Regions from separate parts of the Mus musculus genome. Here all the other regions are linked to region 5. A link is a contact called in public HiCAR-type, HiChIP or PLAC-seq and promoter capture Hi-C data. All regions are on one chromosome and are shown on one strand. Each heading gives the region's core, a stretch centred on a gene start, on an enhancer-like site or on the middle of the called end of the contact. The rest is flanking DNA. Distances are from core to core; before and after follow the strand shown.

The links. Promoter capture Hi-C pulls out the DNA fragments that hold promoters and counts their contacts. HiCAR-type assays count read pairs that join an accessible place to other places. HiChIP or PLAC-seq counts read pairs in DNA pulled down with a chosen protein or histone mark.
Region 1: a HiCAR-type map of astrocytes shows a contact between it and region 5, with 5 times the contacts expected there. The contact joins the promoter of Adamts20 here to the promoter of Prickle1 in region 5. A contact is called at or near these places in 4 of 39 promoter capture datasets (the 3T3-L1 cell line, the C10 cell line, hippocampal neurons and 1 more), 5 of 484 Hi-C or Micro-C datasets (cortical neurons, embryonic stem cells and muscle stem cells), 5 of 115 datasets of contacts at active chromatin or transcription factors (astrocytes, cardiomyocytes, embryonic forebrain and 2 more) and 1 of 9 other capture datasets (embryonic stem cells).
Region 2: a contact with region 5 is called in an H3K4me3 HiChIP or PLAC-seq map of the SCID.adh cell line, with 16 times the contacts expected there. The contact joins the enhancer-like site here to the promoter of Prickle1 in region 5. A contact is called at or near these places in 13 of 39 promoter capture datasets (the HPC-7 cell line, the SN4741 cell line, cancer-associated fibroblasts and 9 more), 2 of 15 datasets of contacts at CTCF or cohesin (both in the NIH/3T3 cell line), 18 of 484 Hi-C or Micro-C datasets (the C2C12 cell line, DN2 thymocytes, the NIH/3T3 cell line and 14 more) and 20 of 115 datasets of contacts at active chromatin or transcription factors (the SCID.adh cell line, SST interneurons, cardiomyocytes and 14 more).
Region 3: a contact with region 5 is called in an H3K4me3 HiChIP or PLAC-seq map of pro-B cells, with 6 times the contacts expected there. The contact joins the promoter of Irak4 here to the promoter of Prickle1 in region 5. A contact is called at or near these places in 14 of 39 promoter capture datasets (the 3T3-L1 cell line, 3T3-L1-derived adipocytes, the C10 cell line and 9 more), 7 of 484 Hi-C or Micro-C datasets (CD4 T cells, CD8 T cells, LSK cells and 3 more), 14 of 115 datasets of contacts at active chromatin or transcription factors (T-cell acute lymphoblastic leukemia, bone marrow-derived macrophages, cardiomyocytes and 10 more) and 2 of 9 other capture datasets (embryonic stem cells and liver).
Region 4: a promoter capture Hi-C map of cranial neural crest shows a contact between it and region 5, with 5 times the contacts expected there. The contact joins the enhancer-like site here to the promoter of Prickle1 in region 5. A contact is called at or near these places in 8 of 39 promoter capture datasets (the C10 cell line, cranial neural crest, embryonic stem cells and 5 more) and 3 of 115 datasets of contacts at active chromatin or transcription factors (astrocytes, embryonic forebrain and forebrain).
Region 6: a contact with region 5 is called in a promoter capture Hi-C map of hippocampal neurons, with 4 times the contacts expected there. The contact joins the enhancer-like site here to the promoter of Prickle1 in region 5. A contact is called at or near these places in 8 of 39 promoter capture datasets (the 3T3-L1 cell line, cranial neural crest, embryonic stem cells and 4 more), 1 of 484 Hi-C or Micro-C datasets (cortical neurons) and 2 of 115 datasets of contacts at active chromatin or transcription factors (embryonic forebrain and stem cell-derived neural progenitor cells).
Region 7: a promoter capture Hi-C map of frontonasal cranial neural crest shows a contact between it and region 5, with 5 times the contacts expected there. The contact joins the enhancer-like site here to the promoter of Prickle1 in region 5. A contact is called at or near these places in 8 of 39 promoter capture datasets (the 3T3-L1 cell line, cranial neural crest, embryonic stem cells and 4 more), 1 of 484 Hi-C or Micro-C datasets (ventricular fibroblasts), 4 of 115 datasets of contacts at active chromatin or transcription factors (astrocytes, embryonic forebrain, forebrain and 1 more) and 1 of 9 other capture datasets (embryonic stem cells).

What each region holds. Positions count from the first base shown.
Region 1 is chr15:94,402,931-94,405,630 of GRCm38.p6, forward strand. It overlaps Adamts20 (a disintegrin-like and metallopeptidase (reprolysin type) with thrombospondin type 1 motif, 20), which reads right to left and starts at 1,420. Exons shown (of 39, transcript NM_177431.5): 1 at 1,069-1,420; 2 at 259-620. The coding sequence starts at 1,159.
Region 2 is chr15:94,190,564-94,193,263 of GRCm38.p6, forward strand. No RefSeq gene overlaps it. Among named protein-coding and RNA genes, the nearest start is that of Gm41388, 54 kb to the left of the region's middle. Within about 2 kb of position 1,313, at least 15 of the 459 cell types and tissues checked have an H3K27ac peak or open chromatin away from gene starts, as enhancers often do. A contact at or near this core is called in the SCID.adh cell line, craniofacial prominence, embryonic basal ganglia and 3 more, where this site is marked.
Region 3 is chr15:94,542,322-94,545,021 of GRCm38.p6, forward strand. It overlaps Irak4 (interleukin-1 receptor-associated kinase 4), which reads left to right and starts at 1,339. Exons shown (of 12, transcript NM_029926.5): 1 at 1,339-1,505. It overlaps Pus7l (pseudouridylate synthase 7-like), which reads right to left and starts at 1,186. Exons shown (of 9, transcript NM_172437.3): 1 at 1,139-1,186.
Region 4 is chr15:94,477,919-94,480,618 of GRCm38.p6, forward strand. No RefSeq gene overlaps it. Among named protein-coding and RNA genes, the nearest start is that of Pus7l, 64 kb to the right of the region's middle. Within about 2 kb of position 1,358, at least 50 of the 459 cell types and tissues checked have an H3K27ac peak or open chromatin away from gene starts, as enhancers often do.
Region 5 is chr15:93,594,543-93,597,242 of GRCm38.p6, forward strand. Prickle1 (prickle planar cell polarity protein 1) reads right to left here and starts at 1,360. Exons shown (of 8, transcript NM_001033217.5): 1 at 1,152-1,360.
Region 6 is chr15:94,308,511-94,311,210 of GRCm38.p6, forward strand. All of the region lies in intron 28 of Adamts20 (a disintegrin-like and metallopeptidase (reprolysin type) with thrombospondin type 1 motif, 20), which reads right to left. Among named protein-coding and RNA genes, the nearest start is that of D630010B17Rik, 63 kb to the left of the region's middle. Within about 2 kb of position 1,376, at least 6 of the 459 cell types and tissues checked have an H3K27ac peak or open chromatin away from gene starts, as enhancers often do. A contact at or near this core is called in hippocampal neurons, where this site is marked.
Region 7 is chr15:94,337,508-94,340,207 of GRCm38.p6, forward strand. It overlaps Adamts20 (a disintegrin-like and metallopeptidase (reprolysin type) with thrombospondin type 1 motif, 20), which reads right to left. Exons shown (of 39, transcript NM_177431.5): 17 at 1,180-1,346; 18 at 901-1,030. Among named protein-coding and RNA genes, the nearest start is that of Adamts20, 65 kb to the right of the region's middle. Within about 2 kb of position 1,449, at least 2 of the 459 cell types and tissues checked have an H3K27ac peak or open chromatin away from gene starts, as enhancers often do.

The DNA.
Region 1 (2,700 bases), core at 170-2,669, 810 kb after region 5:
ATTGGGCACCAATAGCTGCCCATAAAAATCCTGCCCGGAGGTTGTAGAAGCAGAACCCAGAGGCCACTCCTGAGCGCCTCTGGAGCACGTGACAAATGGATGAAAGATGCTCTCTCTCTGCCTGTGGTCTAGGCTCCTCTCTCTGGTGGTCTCTGAGGACTCCAAGGAACCTACTAGGAACCACCCACCATGCCCCAATCCCCAGACAGCCCTGGCCTGGATCAGAGAAAACTCATAGGGAGGTACAATCAGGCTTACCAGTCCTCCACAGAGACTGAAGACAGCAGTGTGGTCCTCTCGCGCGTTGACCTGGCCACGGTAGAAACAGTGGCGCAGGTCTGGGGACTCCGTGCTGCGCCCGCCTGGTCCAGGTACCGGGGTCCCCAAGTGCACCTCAGTGTAGCCTGCAGCCAGGAAGGCCGCATCAGCGCTCAGGTTCAGCTGGAAGAGCTGCCCGTAGGCGCTGATTCGGTAGTGGGTCCTGAACGGAGGAGGCTCCGGCACCCCGGAGCTACGTTTCTTCCGGCTGAAATGCCGGTTCTGGGGAAACACGTCTCCGAACTCATTGACCCGCGTGGGGGTCACCACTTCGTAGGAGGCCAGAGTCTTCACCAGGGCTTCTGCAACACACAGCGAAATGTCTATGAAGCCCCGACGCTGTCCAACCCACAAGCTCTTGAGCCAAGCATCCCTACCCAAGGTCCCCAGTTTTGGTCAGTCTCAGGGGCACGACAGATATACACACACGCACACACCTGGGCACCGTGGGCATGTACTGCTTTCCCACGGGTCCTATATGCTCTATACAGACCTTGCCACCCACCACCCAGCGCAGCCACCTCCTTGCCAGCCCCTCTTCTCTTCCCAGCCTCCAGCAACCCGTGTTGTCCGGATGCACGCTGCTCCATGCCCCACGCGTGCCCGCCGCATGATCAGGAGAGCGTGTCCCCAGAGATTCCACGACAACCAAAAAAGTCCTCGGGGATGCTCTGAGCTGGGTGGCCTGGGGTCTCCAACCAGTCTGCACCACCCACTCGCACCCGGCCCAAGCGCCCACGGCGACCTTACCCTGTCGTGGGTGGAAACGAACTTCCCAGGACCCAGTGAGAAGGAGCGAGATCGGGCAGAGCAACCCGGTCAGCCACTTGGCCACCCGCATGGCTGCACACAGGGGAGGGGATCCCGACTGGGAGGCCGCCCCAGGGCCGCCGGCTCCCCGAGCTCCGCTGCCCTCCTCCGCGCTCTAGCGGTTCTCCGCGGCGTCTCAGCAGCCTCCTGAGCACCCGGGACTGCACCCCGGCTCGCCTCGCCCCGCCGCCAGTCCCCGCTCCCGGCGCCGCTGCCTCATCGCGCGCTGCCCGCCTGGCTCTCTCAGGCCCGCGCGCCCCGCGCTCCCGCGCCACCCTGGGAAGCGCTCGCTGCCCGGCCCAGCGGGAACCGAGCCAGAGTAGCGGGGCGCGCGGGGCGGCGGAGGGCCCGCCCCCCAGGACCTGGTCGACCAATCAGCGGGAGGCGCGGCGGCTCGGCCTCCCGCGCAGCCCCTGCCCCGCGCAGCCCCGCCCGCGGGCGCGCGCACCGGGACCTCCCTGGCTGCAGCTCCGCGTCCCCAGGACCAGCCAGACCCCACGCACGTTGACAGGTGATAGGAGCACGGAGTGAAATGACAAGTGTCAGACCGGGGCCTATGCAATTCACGTTTGAGAGGTCCTATTCGGCTTCCCACGCAAAATAACCATCCGTAACCGGATGCTATCCATGGAGCTTGTGGTGAGGCTCAGTTTTTTGAGGGTCCCTGTGTGCAGGGAGACTCTGGAGTTTGGAGGATACGGAGCTAGAAGACTTGTGTATGACTGCATTAACCTATCTCTCTTGGTTGAGGAAGTTCAAGGAGGTCATTGGAGTCTCCAGAACTCCAGTCACATGTGATTACTGTTGCCTGTCTGCGCCTTTGGTTTTGTGCTTAAATATGCACAAAGGACTCTCCCCAAAACATACAAATGTCAAGAACCACGGAACATCTGCCTGTTTCTGGGACCAATCTCTCCACCGAGTGAAGAAAGCCCTCTGTCAATGTTAACTCTCGTCAACAATATCTGTAGCTCTGAATCCGTGCGCAAGGCCAGGCCCTACTGCAACGGACAAACTTTAGCATGAAGAGAAAAACAGCTTCTTTTCAAGGGTACTTCTCGTGTCCTGAGCTCACCTGTTTGATTTGCAGGATCTGCAATTACTTCTATTACCAGAACGGAAAAAAACGGGGGAGAGGGGCTGGGAGCCTTGAAATCCAACCAAGGCCATTAACCAGGGAAGGCAAACCTTCACGGATACAACGGGGTGACTGCAGCTCAGTTTGGCTTACAGTCACTGTTGCAGTCACTGTTGCGCTCTGGGCTCTTGGCCTTGGAAATTGCCCTCTAACCATACGTTCCCTCCTTCCATGTCACCGGTATCAATCTTCTGTTGTTGGCAGCACGGGTAGTAGAAGAGTTTCAGGAAGGGAGAGTCGAAACTTATATTTGATGGTGAAATCCCCAGCTGGGTGGTGGTATGGTAATCCTCACTCGCTCCTCTTTTCCTTCCCACTTTCCCACCAGTGCCATTCCATCCACCAGAGAATTAGAGAGCATGGCAGGTTTAGGTTAGAATGTGGTGGTCTTAAAGAGAACAACAACGGACTTTACCCACAACTGTGCGTTTAAC
Region 2 (2,700 bases), core at 63-2,562, 600 kb after region 5:
GAAGTATTAAAGTAAGAGCATAAAACTGAACAATGAGAGGAGGGGCTTCAAGGTTGGGAGGCAGCTAATTAAGGGGAGGGATGAGTTAGACCCAACAGAATTTAATAGATATTTTTAAATTCATCATTGTTGTTAAAGGTAAGTCAAACTTACTTTACTAGTATGCATAAAAACATACAAACCCATATGTATATATATGTATGTATATATACATATATAAATATATATATATACATGTATACACATATACACATATACAATATGCGCATATACACACACATATATATAAAGAACCTGATAATGTTTTGATATGTATATGCATTATGCAGTGTTTAAATCAGAGCAAAAACACCTGTCTTCTGAAACATTCATTTTTTTTTTTTTGCTTGAAAGGAAACATTCAAATCTTTTCCAAATTAAGATGGCAACACTCTTATGTCTACTCAGTTCCATGACAGCAACCATAGCCATAGTCCCTTCCTCCTCCTATCAAACTGTAGCAGCTTCCAAAGAGTTTCATTATCAACTGTCTTACACAGACGTCCTCTAACAGACAGCATTTCCCTTAGACCAGTATCCAGGGAGTTGGTACCAACTCAAACATTAGGTTACTCATCAAATAATTTATTTTGCCGTGGAGACTTGGAATTTATTTAGTGATAATGATTTTCACTCCCTCAACATTAAAATACACCAGGGGTAAGACATCTGGACGCTTTGCCAGAAGCTACGCTTAGACAGAACCGAAATATGATCGGTACCAAGTAGCATCCCAGCAAATGTGATGAGATAAAGCAAAGGTGTTCACCAGCAATCCTTCCAAAAAGGAATGAAGTGATGGAAGGGAATATTTTGATAAGAAGATTAGATGGTAAGGTTCTTGAGTTCCGAATCGAAAATTGCATCACCCTTGCATTGAGAAACCTCTGGTACAGAAAGGTCCCTCTCACCTTCTCTTGTCCTTCTGCCCCAAAGCAGTGAATAAAAGATTGCTTCGGCCTTTCTCTGAAGTCAGGACACTTGTATGAGAGATACCTTCCCTACGCTCTGAGGAAAGAATACATCTCTCTGAAGACACAGGGTCGCTGAGACGCTCTGAGTGCCCAAAGGGCTGTGAGTCTCAACAGATTTATTTTATTCAATCCAAGCAAGTCAGTTCTGAAGATTAAGAAAAAGAAAATCAGGAGCCTGTGTTTCAGATAACCTGAAGAAATAGGAATTCGGTTGTGTTTAGTGAGACAGGGCGAACCTGCAGAAAGAAAATATAGGCTAAGCCTCAAACAGGAGAAAATCGAAGGTGCTCGTGGTCACTGCGCACTGAAGGCCTGGGGGATGCTGTCAGGAATCAGCATTGAAGGCTCTGAGGGCTGCTGGCAGCCAGAAAAGGAAAGATTTAAATGGTGAGCTTGGCAACCTATTAGGTGCCCTCTTGAGGCTGTACTGGCAATCTGGCCATTTGGTGGAAAGAGAGATGTCATCAGGGAACCACGATGAAAAGACAGTTGAACCTGAGGTGAACTTAGGTGACTGCTGCAGATAATTTCAAGTTGCTGATGGTGAAGGAGCTGGTGACAGAGAAGGACTCAGAAGAAATCTAATGATGCTACAGAATCCATACAACGCTTACCTCAGAATTAAGCAATCAGGAAATTCCTCGGTCACAGGGAAAATATTAAGAGGAGAGACTGACAGGATGCGTAGAGTTGCATTTAGCGACATGATCTTAACACAATTTAACAAACCCCCCAATTTGCAGCACACGTTGGCGGATGGGAGGGTGGTGAAATCACAGTCCCCACGTATGGTGTATAAATGCACGCGTTCCGTGTGTGCATTAGAGTGTCAGATACTTTGACTTTAAGAACCTAAATTCCCTCCCCCGTAGATTTCACCCAATCCTATTTTTAGAAAATGAGCCTGAAGTTCTGATAGGTTAATTATCGATATAATGAATAAGGGGGGAAATTAGGGCTGTAAATCTGACTTCCCGAGACGGAAGAATGCGAGACAGAAGGAGATGGGCATGCACCGAAGAGCGCTTCGCTTTCCACAAGGAACTTAATCTTTCTGAGCCCAAAAGGAAATTTCCTCAAAGATTTGTCATAGTCTCCTGCCCGAAGGCAGCTTGATGGAGTTTCTCAGAGCCTGGATGACACACAATGAAGCATGGGTGCTTTAGAATTGAAATGCTGTTGTGGAATGGAATGTGATGTTGGATGTTGCTTTAAAGAAATGGACACTTCCTATGGCTTCTTTCTATTCCCCCAATTAATGGAGTTTTTGCTTATTGCTTAAACAGGAAGAGGTGTTGGGGTGGACAAAGTAGTTTTCTTAGAAGTTTTAGACAATACATCCTGTTTCACTTTATCGCTTCAACCTCTCTTCCTCCACTTAGAGTGGACCAGTTTGCTCCAGCCGCGGTCCCAGTCAGCTGTTGCACAGCACACAGGCTGCTCTTCTGTAGATGCTCCTGCCCCTGGGATGATGGTTAACTTGGGCATTTTATTTTCTCAAAATCCTTCCATTGCCTCTTACCACGACTCAGATAAAGATATGAAACTTATAAAATGACCCAAACTAAAACCTGTGTGGTCTGGGTCTGGGACTCTTGAGAGTCTGTGGAAGGTGGTGGCATACCAGAGCATTTGGCACTGATACCATCTTTGAGATTGTGAAGAATGGACACGCTAGTGGGCCCAA
Region 3 (2,700 bases), core at 89-2,588, 950 kb after region 5:
AAAGGGAATTTCTACCAAGTCACTGGCATAGAAGAAAAGAAAGTCTCATGGTGTTTTCTTGGAGCAGCGGCCCAAGGCCAATTCTATAGGGAATGAATCACAGTCCTCACACAATCTACTCTCTCCACGACACACGGAGCCCTGAGAGAGCAGCTTCACTGCCTAGCTCTTGTATTTCCCAGACTTTACAAGTAATTGATCATCTACATCCTCAGACATTTTCACCCACCAATAATCTAATCTATAGGATTCATCTATAAGCTTTAGGAACCTGTTTTCTTTTCTTTCACACACACACAAAGAAAAAAACTGATTTAATTTCCTGTATAGCATGACTAGCTAATGTGTTCATTATTTACTGTCCATCTTCTTCAACTTAAAGTGTCAGTTCCACATGAGCCAGAATTCTGACTAGCCCATATTCAGAACAGCACCAAGGACATAGTAGGTCTGCAGTAGATACTAGTTGAACAGATACAAGTAGAACACAGTAAGAGCGTTAATGGTGACAAGAAAGAAAGAAGTGTTAACTTTTGTCTATGATAATCAGGAATGGTATATAATAAACTGCTACTTGACTTTGGAAATAGTTCAAGAGACAGAAGCGGGGTAGAAATACCACGTGCAAGTACAATCAAGACGGGCACTGGGGGGGGGGGGGGGAAGGGGGAAGCCCTGACACAGAGCAGAGGGGATAGGGAGAATACAGCTGAAGTAATGCTGACAAGGAAAGATAGTGAACACCCTGTCAAAGGTTGGCATCTGCCCCCGTGGAGTTGTTTCTAATGGCAGATGGAAATCAGCAGTCAGCTCTGACCAAGTCCACAGGGGTCCTCGGAACCCTAGGGATTGTTGGAAAAGAAAGACCATAGGACGGCTTTCCAGGCTACACGTGGGGACAGTGCAGCACGAAGGCATGGCAGTCAAGCAGCTAGTCAAGAGGCGGGCAGACAGGGCACGTGGGGGCGAGGGTGGCAAGAGCTCCTCCTCCGCTCCGCGGGGCGAGCCGAGGCTGCAGAGGGACTCCCACCCCAACCCCACCCCGCTCCCTGGGCGCCGCCACCACGCCTCCCTCCCCGGTCCAGCAGTCTTGGATCCACCGGTGACCCGGCATCCTAATAGACTCTGTGAGCTCTACCTCGCTTCCGTGAGAAAGTGGTCCGCCGAGTGACACAGTGCGCATGCCCAGAAGCCTTTCCGCCGCCTAGCCTCTTACAGGGACATTTAAAGGGACAGGCTCCGGTTGGTGTAGCTCTTCCCTGGGTGGAGCTCGGGGAGGGAAAGGCGTGGCCTTCCGGATTGGCTCCGCCCCTATACTCTCACCCTTAGCTGACCTGCCCTCCCTGTCCCACAGGGGGATATGATGCCCCGGTGACCCGCAGCATCCCGATCGCAGGCAGTCTGAAGTCGCCTGGTGGTCCTGCGTCCTCCACCCCCGAGTCCTCGCCGGACCGTGGCGGGACGCCGATCGCCTTGTCCAGGAAGCGAGGGACGTCCGAGAGGAAGTAGGTTGTATGAGGAAGGCTGATCTCAAGCCACGATCTCTCCGCTGTCCTCTGTCCCGGGCCGGGTTGGTGATCAGTCGCTTCGCTCCAGAACCAGGAAATGGGCGCACTCGGGCAGAGGAGGCTTGGGGAGCCCCGCAGCCTCTGTGCGCTGCTCTGCCGCCGGAGTGTCTCGCTTGCTCGCTATGGGGAGCATAGGAAGCTAGCTGTAGTCAGACAGTCCAACAGGTAGAGGGAGAGGTAAGCGCAAGACAGATTGGAAGCAAGAGAGGGGCAGGAAAAGCATTCCCAAGAGAGCAAGAAAGCACCATTAGCTTTCGGAATGGACACAGTGGCCCCAAAGCAGGAAATTTAAAAAAAAAAAAAAATCGATTTTTCCGTTTCTGGGAGTAATTCTTCAAGATGTATGCCAAAGAGCTCAGGGTTTTTTTTTTTAATTCTCCTATTTTCATGCTAAACATTTTTGCTTCCTACATGTTTCAAGACTGATCTGATCACTCCGGCCAAACTTGGGCCTCCCAGTCTTGTCTTTGTTGTGTTCCCTGTTCAAACAGAAACAAACAAAAAACAAACAAACAAAACAACTTAGGAGATGAATTCGCACTCTACAGTAGCACAGACTTCTGTTGACTGCACTGCAGACAACAACGGACTGAACCGCTGAGCCTGTAAGCCAGCCCCAATTGAATGCTGTCCTTTATAAGAATTGCCTTGGTCATGGTGTCTCTTCACAGCAATGGAAACCCTAACTGAGACAAGTCACCAACTGGGAACCAAGTACTCAAATGAGGGACGATGGAATCCCCTCCTGTTCAAACCACCGCAGGCAGCGTTTAACAGACTGCCAAATGCATTCTCAGCTTGCTACCTTCTTCCATCATTAGAATAAAACTCCCCTGTGTTCTTGCCTCCCTTTTCTCCCTATTCTTCCTAACGTTTTATTTTTCAGGCACCTGGATTAATATCTGTCACAGATAGGACATGTCTTGGTGAATGGATGACATTATACATTTTAGTATACCCAAAGCGTTTTAGTGGCCACTGAAGTATGTCAGTGTTTAGAAATTGTGGACATCTCTCGGCATCTCAAAGGTCTTTTGGCAGATGCATCAGGAACAAACGGGGCTGCTGTAGGGTGAGAGGCATTGGGACAGCTAGTGTAGAACATGGTTGTTTGGGTATGGGGGAAGTTCAG
Region 4 (2,700 bases), core at 108-2,607, 880 kb after region 5:
ATTGGCTCATGTCACAAATTGGAGCTCACTGAGTCACAGTCTGGGCCCACCACATAATTAGAGAAAATCTTACTCTACAATTTAACATTTTAAAAATCTTTCTTCAGTTTGAAATCATTATCTAGGAACAATTATAAATGTTTAATGTATCTTTGTGTGTGTGTGTGTGTGTGTGTGTGTGTGTGTGTGTGTGTGTGACCGTTTATGTGTGTGAATTTGGGTAAGTTTGAAGATCTAAGGTCAACATGCAGTCTTGCCAGCACCCCAGAGTCAACGCCTGTTTTTATCTTCTGCTGTAATTGCCACACTAGCTGGCCCAGGGCTCCTCGGATTCTCTGATTTTTGTCTCTGGGGTGACAGATCTGGCTTTTATGTAGACTTGGGAGATTGGAACTCAAGTTCACAACATATACGGCATGGCAAGCTTCTGTTCCCACTGAACCCTATACTCAGCCCCCCATATCACATTCTTTATATTGTTTGCCTTATCTCTAACCCTTAAAATGACCTTTCATTGAGTAAATATCATTGGTAAGGGGGCGGGGGGTTCTATGTAGGAAAACACAGTTAACAGGAAGAAAGGCATCACTGATTTTTAAGTAAATTTTCATGTCTTAAAGGATGTGTTATTAAATTTATATGGAACATGTAACCCCATTTATTGTACTTCAACACTAAGTATAAGCCATTGTCATAAAGAATTCTCTCTTGCTACATAAAAGGCCTAGCTAACATTTGGGCAAACTGAGATCATGGTCAAAACCCCACAGACGCAAGTGCATCGGCTGGAGCACACCGGTTCAGACGAGTCTTCGAAGAGTGAGGGGTGTTGTAAGAACACTGGTGGCTTCTTCAAGGAGTCTCCTTCACAGTCCTAGGATAAAGGCCGGGTAAAGGGTGCGTAATGCCCAGCGTAATCTGATTGAGGTAAATGAGCTTTTCGGGAGGTGTTTTGATGTCTGTTCCCCATTAACGACAGAACAAAGCCAAGGAGCAGCTCTCGCCTCTGCCTCCCACGCACCTCGGCTCACCCCTGTCAATCTTAACCACAACAGATCTTCCTGTTAACTGGCATGAACAGAAGTGTTCCGCCATGCATGTAACCGTGGCTTCAGGCAAAAAAAGAAAAGAAAAAAAAACCTTTCCTAGGACCTAGCAGAATTAATAAAAAGAAGAATTGGATAAGGCAGGAGAGAACTTAAACCACGGTATCATTGACTCTCCCTCGCCTGGACTTATTTTCATCCTATATTTCTCGTCTGGCTTTTACCAAAATATAGAGTGGTCTAAATTCATCTTAGGTTCTCTTACAACCCACATACTTTCCTCCGTTGTCTTCCCAGTAAGGGAGCAAAGTACCCTTGGAGGCAAATCTCTGTTTCCTATTAAACTCGACCAAGCTCTCAGTGTCTTCTGGCCCTTTCAAAGTGGCTGAGTTGAAGTAATTGTAATAAGTCCCTTCTAATAAGGACAGATATAAAAGCCCGAAGCCACCCACAACCCACAGATGCATTTCAGCAATAATTTGGACTAGAGAAAGATAGTTCTTCTGTTCACAAAAGGGAGGGGACATTTTGAGACTAGGTGAAACCTGAATATCTCCCCCTCCCTCTGCGGCTGCAGAGTCAAGGACCAGGGTGTGAGCCCCTCTCTGTTACTATATGTCTCTGTTTTATATGTTTCTTTAGACAAGCAACTTATTCTTCTTAAGTCTTGGGCTCATCGACTGTGTCTTTTATGAAAATGTCTACTTCACCTCTGACTTTGTCCTAAACATGAAAAGCGCCATCAAATGAGCCCTCCTCCCCTCCCCCATAGCTCAGTTCTGTTACAAGCATTACCCTGTTCATTGTCTAGATCTACCAGTCAGGACAATTCATTTTGTTTTGTTTTAGCTAGTGAGCAGATCTTTTTCTGCTGCCCTGAAAAAGAAAAAAAAAAATTTCACAGCTTTAATTCTTTTTAGTTGATAACATTTGCCTAATGAACTACATGTGATAGATTCTTTAGAGTTAATAACCAGGCAGAAAGGAAGAAAAGCAAGGCCTTGGCATGAAGCCAGGTTGTCATTATTGGCTTTTGTGAAAAAGAAGACAGTTGGATTTCCAGACAGTCCAAGAGGAAAAAATATATATACAGTCCATATGCCAAGCAGGCAATGTATTCTCAAGTAACACCAAGCTGTGGGAGAGAAGGAAAAAGCAGAGGATCTTCCACTTCCCAGGGATGCTGTACAGAAGACAGAAAGTAAAGTTAAAAAGTAAAGTGTGGCAAAGCCCCAAAGTATAACAGTGGGATCAGGAAGAGTAGCCAACCTCAACAGTAGCCAACAGTTGCCACTAGCATTTAGCTACCATGAAGGTCAAGGGTTGCAAGCAACTTCTATAGCAACAGTTCTTGGTGATATATAATTAATACTTTATCTTAAAACCTCAGGAAACCGTCTCCACACTTACTAGTCTGAATGCTAGATTCTCTGGCAGTCACAAAGCTAAACGGCTGGTGAGCTAATGGCCACACAGTCCTAGAACAACTGAAACAGGAGTCCTCCTAATGGGCTTCCAGGACTCTCACAGAGACGAAAAGCTGACTTTATCTCTGAGAACAACTGTCATCTGTGGAGCAAAGTTCTATAACGGTTTCAGCATCTCTCGTCATTGTGTGCACATCTACTTGTTTTATTTTTAGGATGTGTCCTTA
Region 5 (2,700 bases), core at 110-2,609:
CTGGAGCTAGAGGAGGGCAAACCTTTGCAGCCCTCACTCTGTCTACACCTTGAGCCTGTCTGAAGAGACAGATGAAGTTTCTTTCGTCCGAAAGTACATTAAAAATATCTGATGGCGAACCATGTCAATTATATAACATCAGCGCAGACACTGCCTTCCCAAAGCGCTGATTAAAACCAGGCGGCAGACAGAACTGTTCAGGGACAGATAGGAGATACAATTTCATCAAGTATAATTTGTCATTCATAAAACCTACCCTAAAAGCCACAAATGCAACATTCTTTTTTTTTTTTTTTTTTTTTTTTTTTTTTTTTTTTTTTTTTTTTTTTTTTAAACAGCACAAGTGCACTTGGGCTCCGCCAGCGATTTTTACACATGCTCCTTTTAGGCCGGTTCGCGGTGCGTTCTTCTCCTTGATCCTGGCTGCAGTTCTGCCTCTGACACGTTTTAAAACCAGGAACCAAGTGCGTCAGGCTTAAGACTCTGAGTCCTACAGGGGCGGGCTGGGACTCAAAGCTGTGCCAGCCGTCCCCACGACCTCCCGGGTACACCCCCCGTCTTCAGTCTCCCGAACGCAATCTGTGGACAATTTTCCCAAAGTCCCAAAAATAACACGGCCCTGCCAATAGTCGTTGGCGATGCCGTTTGTTTTTCTTAGAGGGCAATGAAAACTCAACAGCTTTCTGCTGCATCCCGAGTCCCGCTCCTGCTAATTATTAACAGACCTAGTTTCTTCAACTTTTTCTGCCAGAAGGGAGGACGTCGCGGCTCCCCTCCTCTCCCACGGGCGAGCTGCGTGCAGAGCAGGGGTCTCCACCGAGGGCAGGCTGCGGCTGCCTCTCCAGGGCAGGCAGCCCTTCCCGGGCACGCTAGGCGCCTAGTCTCCCCGCCGACGCCAGTAGGTGACAGGCGATCCTCAGCCACTCACCCTCGCCTCCCCGATCTCGCGTGGCCGGGCTCCGGGCCATGCAGCTGGCCTCGGCGCAGGGGGAACCTGGCTGCCACGCAGCACGAGGGGGCCGTGTGCCCAGCCTCTAGGCAGCCACAGCCCAGCAGCTCTTCTCGTGCGGTCCCCGCGCTCCCAAACCGCCGGACGTCCCACCCCGCGCCGTGACAACGCGGCCCGAGCCGCGGCGCCCCTCGCCACTCACCCCACGCGCGAGAGGCGGCCGCGCGGTCCTCGGCGGTGGCGTTGAGAGCTGCGGTCCTCCGCGTCAGGCGCGCTCCCGCGTGCGCAGCCCCGGGAGCGTCCGCAGCCGGGCCCGTAGCGCTGCGGCCGCGCGGTCCAGGTCAGCGCAGGCGGCGCGGGGCTTGCAAGGTGGTGGCGGCTCCCGGGCCGCTGCTCGGCTGCAGGCGGAGTGCGCGCTCCAGTCCCGGCCGCTGCAGAGCACCCGCCCCCGGCCGTCGCGCCGGCGCCAGCGAAATCCCGGAGCGCGGACGCAGGGGATCCAGGCGGCTCTGCGCGCCCACGCGCACAGTGCGGGGCCGCGATCCCTCCCGCGAGGCAGCACCGGCCGGGCTGCGGTCTGCAGGCCCGCCAGTCTCCGCCCCGCCCCGCCTCCGATTCTGTGCCCTTTTTAATGCTGTTGCCCAGGTTCAGCCAATAATCCAGATGGATTGATTGCCAGATAGGAAAGGTGAAGGAGAGGAAAAGGCGAACCCAATTTCCTCTGATCAAACACTTTGATGGGGTCCCTATTAGGGTTCCCTTTCCTTTGGGGGCGTGTACAGAGGGCACGAGTTAATTAAACTCTGAATTCCTTCCGGAGCTCTCGCCTCTGATAAACCCACCTGGACTCGATCCTATTTTGTGTAATTCCCCAGACTGGCCTTACTTAAGTCAGCTCCACAGCCAAGGGGTGAGATTTCAGATCAGGAAGGCCAAAGTGATCGTTTCAAGGAAAAAGCCTGAGGGTTACAGCTGAGGACCCTCGAGGACCGCGGTGTCTGGGGCCAGGACCAAGTTAGCAGGGTGCACTAGATGCAGGGTCCAAAGCCTTCATTCCACCATGAGGATAATTTTTCATTGACCAAGCCACTCTCCGTGTTTTCACTGTACCCGGTTCCCAGGGCTGGGCTGGGCTGGGCTGTCAGGCTCAGTCGCCCACGGTCAACAGGGACTCTGGCTGTTTCAAAGTTCTGCCCTGACATTTGCAGGGCCCCTTAAACCTTATCCTCTTACCTTCTCTACTCCCGGATCTGTGGAATGGACACTATGATCCCATATCTCAGAGGGCAGAGCCCACTGCAGCTGGTAATGACAACTTGACATGTGTCCCTACAAAGCTGGACCTTTGTGGACCTCCCTATGTCTTCTAAACCTTCCAAGATGCTGAAAGAAGCATCCTCCAGGACGAGAAGGCTTTGAGTGTTGCGAGTAGAGAGGATGACCTTGATTGATGGATTTGTATCTCTTTGAGGATAACCAAAGCTGACCGACCATTTTAGGACTTTCTCTGGTAGCAAGCATTTTCCATTTCTTTGGTGGCGAAGCAAAGAGAGCTTCGTTAAAAATGAAGCCAATGGATTACGAAGATGTAAAGTGACGATAACTAAAGTCAAACGAGGGAGCTCCAAAGCTAGAGTCTGTTTTCCTCACCTCTTACTCCTCAGTCGGTTAACATCCTGGATGCTACTGACTGGCACAGGCTGCTGCTATTGAAACCCTCTCCCTCGTGACCCAAGCCTTTTCGCTCCTCA
Region 6 (2,700 bases), core at 126-2,625, 710 kb after region 5:
TTCTAACTTGGGAAATGCACTATGAGTCGTTGCATATATAATTCAAATGTCTGACTCAATAGGAATACTTAGCAATAACTTACTGCCATATACTTGCCATATACTAAGTAATTCTACAAAGGTCAAAGGTCGCTACTCTATCCAGTTTTCAAATATAAAACATGAAGCAAAGTTAGATTAATTTATCCAGTGTCTCTTGTAGAAATACTCAACACACAGTGTTAGTTGGTGCACACTAGTATTAGAAAAGCAGGGTGGAAAAACATTGCGACCTGTAAAGAAATGTCTCAAACATTGAATCGACTTTCTTCAATGGGAGTTGATGAAGTCATTTCAAACTTGTAAAGAAGGATGCTGTCCTTCCACTCTAACCCTGGAGGTTCTGACTGTCACTGGAAAAATCAAGGCAGGAAGCTGGAGCCAGGAGCTGGAGCAGAGACCATGGGGAATTGCTGAGCTGCTTGCCATCTTACACAAGGTTCACCTGCCACGGAAGGCACCACCCACAAAGGACTGGGCCCTCTGACACCAGCTAGTCAAAAAAGTCCTCACAGGCCAATCCCCAACTGGGCTTTCCTCCTCCTGGTGACTGTTGTTTATGTTATTGTCTCATCTGCCTGGGGGTGGGAGGTGGGGACAGGGGGGTGGGGGGTGGGGAGAGGGGGGAATCCACCAGTACAGTATTGAAATCATCTCTATTTTGCTAAAAAGCAATACTAAATGTATTTCTAATTCAAAATTCAAGCATCAGCAGCATTTATTATTAAGACACGGTCTTACTATGTAGCCCTGGCTGGCTTGGAACTTGCTATATAGATCAGGGTGGTCTTAAAAATCACAGAGTTGACCTGCCTCAGCCTCATAAACACTGGGGTCAAAGGGCTGAGCCCTCTTGCTTAGCTGAAAGCACTGTTTGCAGCAAAAAGTACTCAGGACCTTCTGCCATTATTCTAAAGCTTGTCATTTACTTTAAACTCTATACCTAAGAGTATTTTTTGTTTGTTTCTGCTATAAAAGGATAAGGATTATTTTAGACTTCTTAGTAATGTCTGTTTGCAAGTGAGACTGATCTAGATTTCCTGTCTGGAGTTTAAAACTCATCTGGGGACCTCAATCTTTACTTATTTTAAGACAACAAAAACTGTGGCTATTATGAGAATAGTGGAAATAGTGCCAAATTTTAAATAATTCTCTCAGTGGTATTGCTGTGAGTTCACTTTTTTTTCCTGGTGCCTTTATAAACCACAGCAAACCAGGAGACTGTTTGTCCAAGAAGGTACGATAATCTCTGTAATAAAGATCCCACTCATACGCTATCTGGGAGCCCACAGCCAGAACCATGAGCATCTGCCTTCCTGGACGGTGAAACTGAAATCTGTTCGGTGTGGGCAGACTCCCCCTCCCACACACACTTACTTTTAAGGTATTACTAGGATAACACTGACAACATTCTTAAAACCAAGCCCAGCAAAATAGCAGGATTGACCAACCCCATTTCTGCAATCGCTTTGTGAGCTGCTTTGGGAATCGACAGAGCGGCCAAGAGGTTTGCTTTTAGGCAGGATTGTAAAGGTCCCAAAAGGACTGTGCACTGAGAGCTGTTGGATGAGACGTGAATGGGTGCTCATTACGTAAGTGTTCTGGGCAGGGAGAGGTTGGAGCTAGGCTTAGAGAAAAGCCAGACACTGTACAAGTTAATGTCTACTTAGCACGTGCGACGAAAGTGGCAACAGAAGGGCTTTAGGGATAAAATTTATATGTCAGTGAACTCAAGCCTATTTTAAATAATGAGCATAAGCACGTAGCATGAATTATTTTTGTGAAATTTAAGATTTTTTTTCAATTTCTAATACCAGGTAGTGATGGATTGAATACTAAAAACACATGGGATAGGGAATCAGGCACTTAGGTTTTGAAATCACTGTCAGTTTTTGGCCAACCCAGGGCTAGGTGTTTATTGTGGCTTGAATGTGGAATGCTCCCCAGAACCTCCGGTGTTTGAATACTTGGTTCCCCACTGCTAGGACTGTTCAGAAAAGTCTTGAGACCTTTGGGCAGTGGAGTCTTTCTAAATAAAGAGAGTAACTTGGATAGGTGTTAAGGGTTTGTAGCCCAGCCTCACATCCTGCCTGCAATCTACTCCCCAGCTACCAATGAAAGGTGACCAGCCCCCTCTGCCTGTCTGCCTTTCCCGCCATGATAGACTAGTCCTTCTAGAACCAAGAGCCAAGCCACACCCATTATTAAGTAGTTTGGTCAGATGTCGAATTGTAGCAATATGTAAAGTAACTACCAGTGCTTCAGGTTTACCAGTTCTCTGTTTTCTCTTAATAAAATGACACAAGCTGCAGGGCCTGCACTGCTGGCTAGCCGTGCTGCACTGGTGGCTAGCCATGCTGCGCTGGTGGGTAGCACCACTGCACTGGTGTGTAGCCACACTGCAGTATTACATGTGAAGGAATCACCTACAGTGCTTGACATATGTGTGTAAATGCACATTAAATCAACTGCTCCCACATTCCTTTCTTCCTTCCTTTCTTGCTTCCTTCCTTACTTCCTACCTGCCTGCCTTCCTTCCTTCCTCTCTTCTTTTCTTCTCTTCTCTTCTCTTCTCTTCTCTTCTCTTCTCTTCTCTTCTCTTCTCTTCTCTTCTCATCTCTTCTCTTCTCTTTTCTTTTCTTTCTTTTCTTTTCCAAATTC
Region 7 (2,700 bases), core at 199-2,698, 740 kb after region 5:
TCGATCCTGGTTGATCTTGTGCCACTTACTACTATGTCCCTTCTGAGACCCTGCCCCACACAATGACAGAACACCATCCTGAGCAGCCCTGCCCCAATCTACCACCTACCCTTCCTCATCTGCACACTGTTCAGAGCTTCCTTCCCTCTAATCCACTGCCCCCCCGCATCCTCACGCCCCATGCTCCATCCTATACAAGATGTATACCTCAGCTTCCACACTCTACAACTTCCTCCACCTTTTCTGGGGAATCCATGGCACTGCACTTGCATGACAAGGTCTGTTTATGTGCAGTCTATATCTGAATATAAAATTGGGCTCCTAACAATGATCTGAATCAAAGCGGTCCCTCAATAAATCTCGCCGGTACGGAGCAGAAACAGCATCATATCACAACCACACCCACATTTGCAGACCACGCCGTGGCTCCACTGTTTCCGTTTTCCCTTCTGCTCTCCATCTCCCTCCTTTGCCCCTTTCCTCTCTGATCCTTCCAGTTTTTCACGTCACAGTACAAATGTTATTTTCTCGTGTCCAAGGAAGAGAAATAAATGTTTGACATTGTGACAGTGAAAGACAAATGGGATTCTAAGAAAAGATGTGTGGAGGGGAATGACGGGGGGGGGGGTGGGGGGGGTTGGTACTAACCTGGAAACCTAGAGGGAAAGGAGAGAGAGCAACAGTGGAAGATGCTGAGAGAGAACAGTAGGGTTGATGGGGTGGTTGGTTAGCCACAAGGAAAAGAAAGACCTGGGAAGAAGGGGTACAGACAGGGTACGTTGCAAGCCCGTGTGCTCTGTGTATGGAAGGTCACACTTAAAAGAAATCCAACCAAACTTAAGGGAAATCCAGACAATACCAGCATGCATAACTTGGGTCTCTTATTTAAGGCCAGGGTACCTTGGCACATTTTGGTACAGTCTTGCCACGGCCCGTATGGATCCCAGGAGAACAGATTGCTCCTCTCCTCAATGGGGATGTTGAAGGAATAGCGCACGTCAGGGTTGTATAAATTACCCACACACAACACCTCAATAAAATACAGAGGGACACACAATTAACTTATAAAAGATAAACTCATGAGACATTGTTTTTATAGCTGATAATGGCAAGCACGTCACAAGTCCACTGATAAAGACTGCAGCTCTGTCTCGCCGCTGCCTACTAGCCGTTAGTTACCTGCAGAACGAGCTCCGCCTCCAGCCGGTCCGTGCTGTTAATTCTTTCAATCGAGTTGTTTGACCCGCTGTATTCGAAAACAGCACCCTGGATGTTGATCTCTTTCTTCGCCATACTTACAACAAAGTTTCCATTCAGGAGAAAGTTCCCTTGAGTGTCAGATAATGCTGAAAAACAATGTAACGCGGCTCTCCTGAGATAGGGACCGGGCAGGGTGGGAGGAACTGGCTTCACTTTCAAATTCAAGCTCTTTCCTGAATCTGCAGAAAGCAGATATAAATGGGGGCTAAGGAGATAAGCTTCTCCATGGTGCTGTGTAAGGAAACCTGAACAGAGCAGCCAAGTATGTTAAGACAGATTCATCCCACCCTGCCGCATCCCAGAACCTCTCCAGAGGCATGAAACAGGAAAGACACACAGAGACAGGAGAAACTGGACAAACCAGAGCGCCCCCATACAGAGCACCCAACTAGACAATCACCAGTGCAGAAAGCAGACAACATCCCGTCTGCATTCCATTTAGGTTTAATTCGAAACAAATGTGCTAAGCCTTAATGTCTTAAAGCCAAATTTTAAAATTAAGTTAGCCCGTTGACAATGTCGTACGCGGATGCAATGCATTCTGGTTACTCTCCCCCACCCTCCCCTCTCCCCCACCCCCATCCTCTTCCACTCCTCTCTACTAACCCTGTCCCCTGATTTGTGACCCTTGGTTTGGTTTTGTGGCCCATTTAGTTTAACCGGGACCATCTGTGTGACCACTGGATGGGGATCCGAGCAACATAAAACACTAGCAGGGTACCCCATCCCCCCAAAAATGTCCACAGTTATTCACAAAGACGCTGTTGGTCACCATCAATACGTGTGACTCTTTTCAAAATAATATCTTCCTTTTATAGACCCTTTCAATCAATCTTTAATTGACTCCTATTAAAGAATCAATATAAACCCCGGTGGTCATTATTATCAACCTGATCGTATCTAGAATCACCTTGAAGGCAAGCTTCCTGAGAGGGCCATCTAGATTAGGTGAGGCTCTGGCCGTGCCCGTGAAGGGTCGTCTTGATTAGGCTTTCTGAGGTTAGGATTTCCTAACTCTAAGCAGCGCAGTTCCTGGGCTTGGGTTCAGTCTGTATGGAAGAGAACGCTAGCTGAGCACAGGCAGTAATTCTCCGCCTTCTGACTGTGGCTGGCAGGTCACCAGCTGCCTTGCGCTTCTGTTGCTCGGACCCTCTTTGCATGTTGTCTACACCCTTGACATAGTTGGCCAAAACAAACCCTCTTTACCTTAAAAGTCTTTTGTCAGGGTATTTCATCACAGCAATGGGAAAAGTAGCTCGGACTCTTGTCACACACGTACATGTGTGCGTATATAATATACATTCATGATTTGCTACATCTAAATACAGAGTCTGATAGAGTTCATAGCTGCATGAAATTGAGTGTTCTTCAGTGAGCAGCTCAGCTAGGTATGTGGGTCACACGTACCCAACACTTGTGTGAGAGGTCCAGCTGATTTGT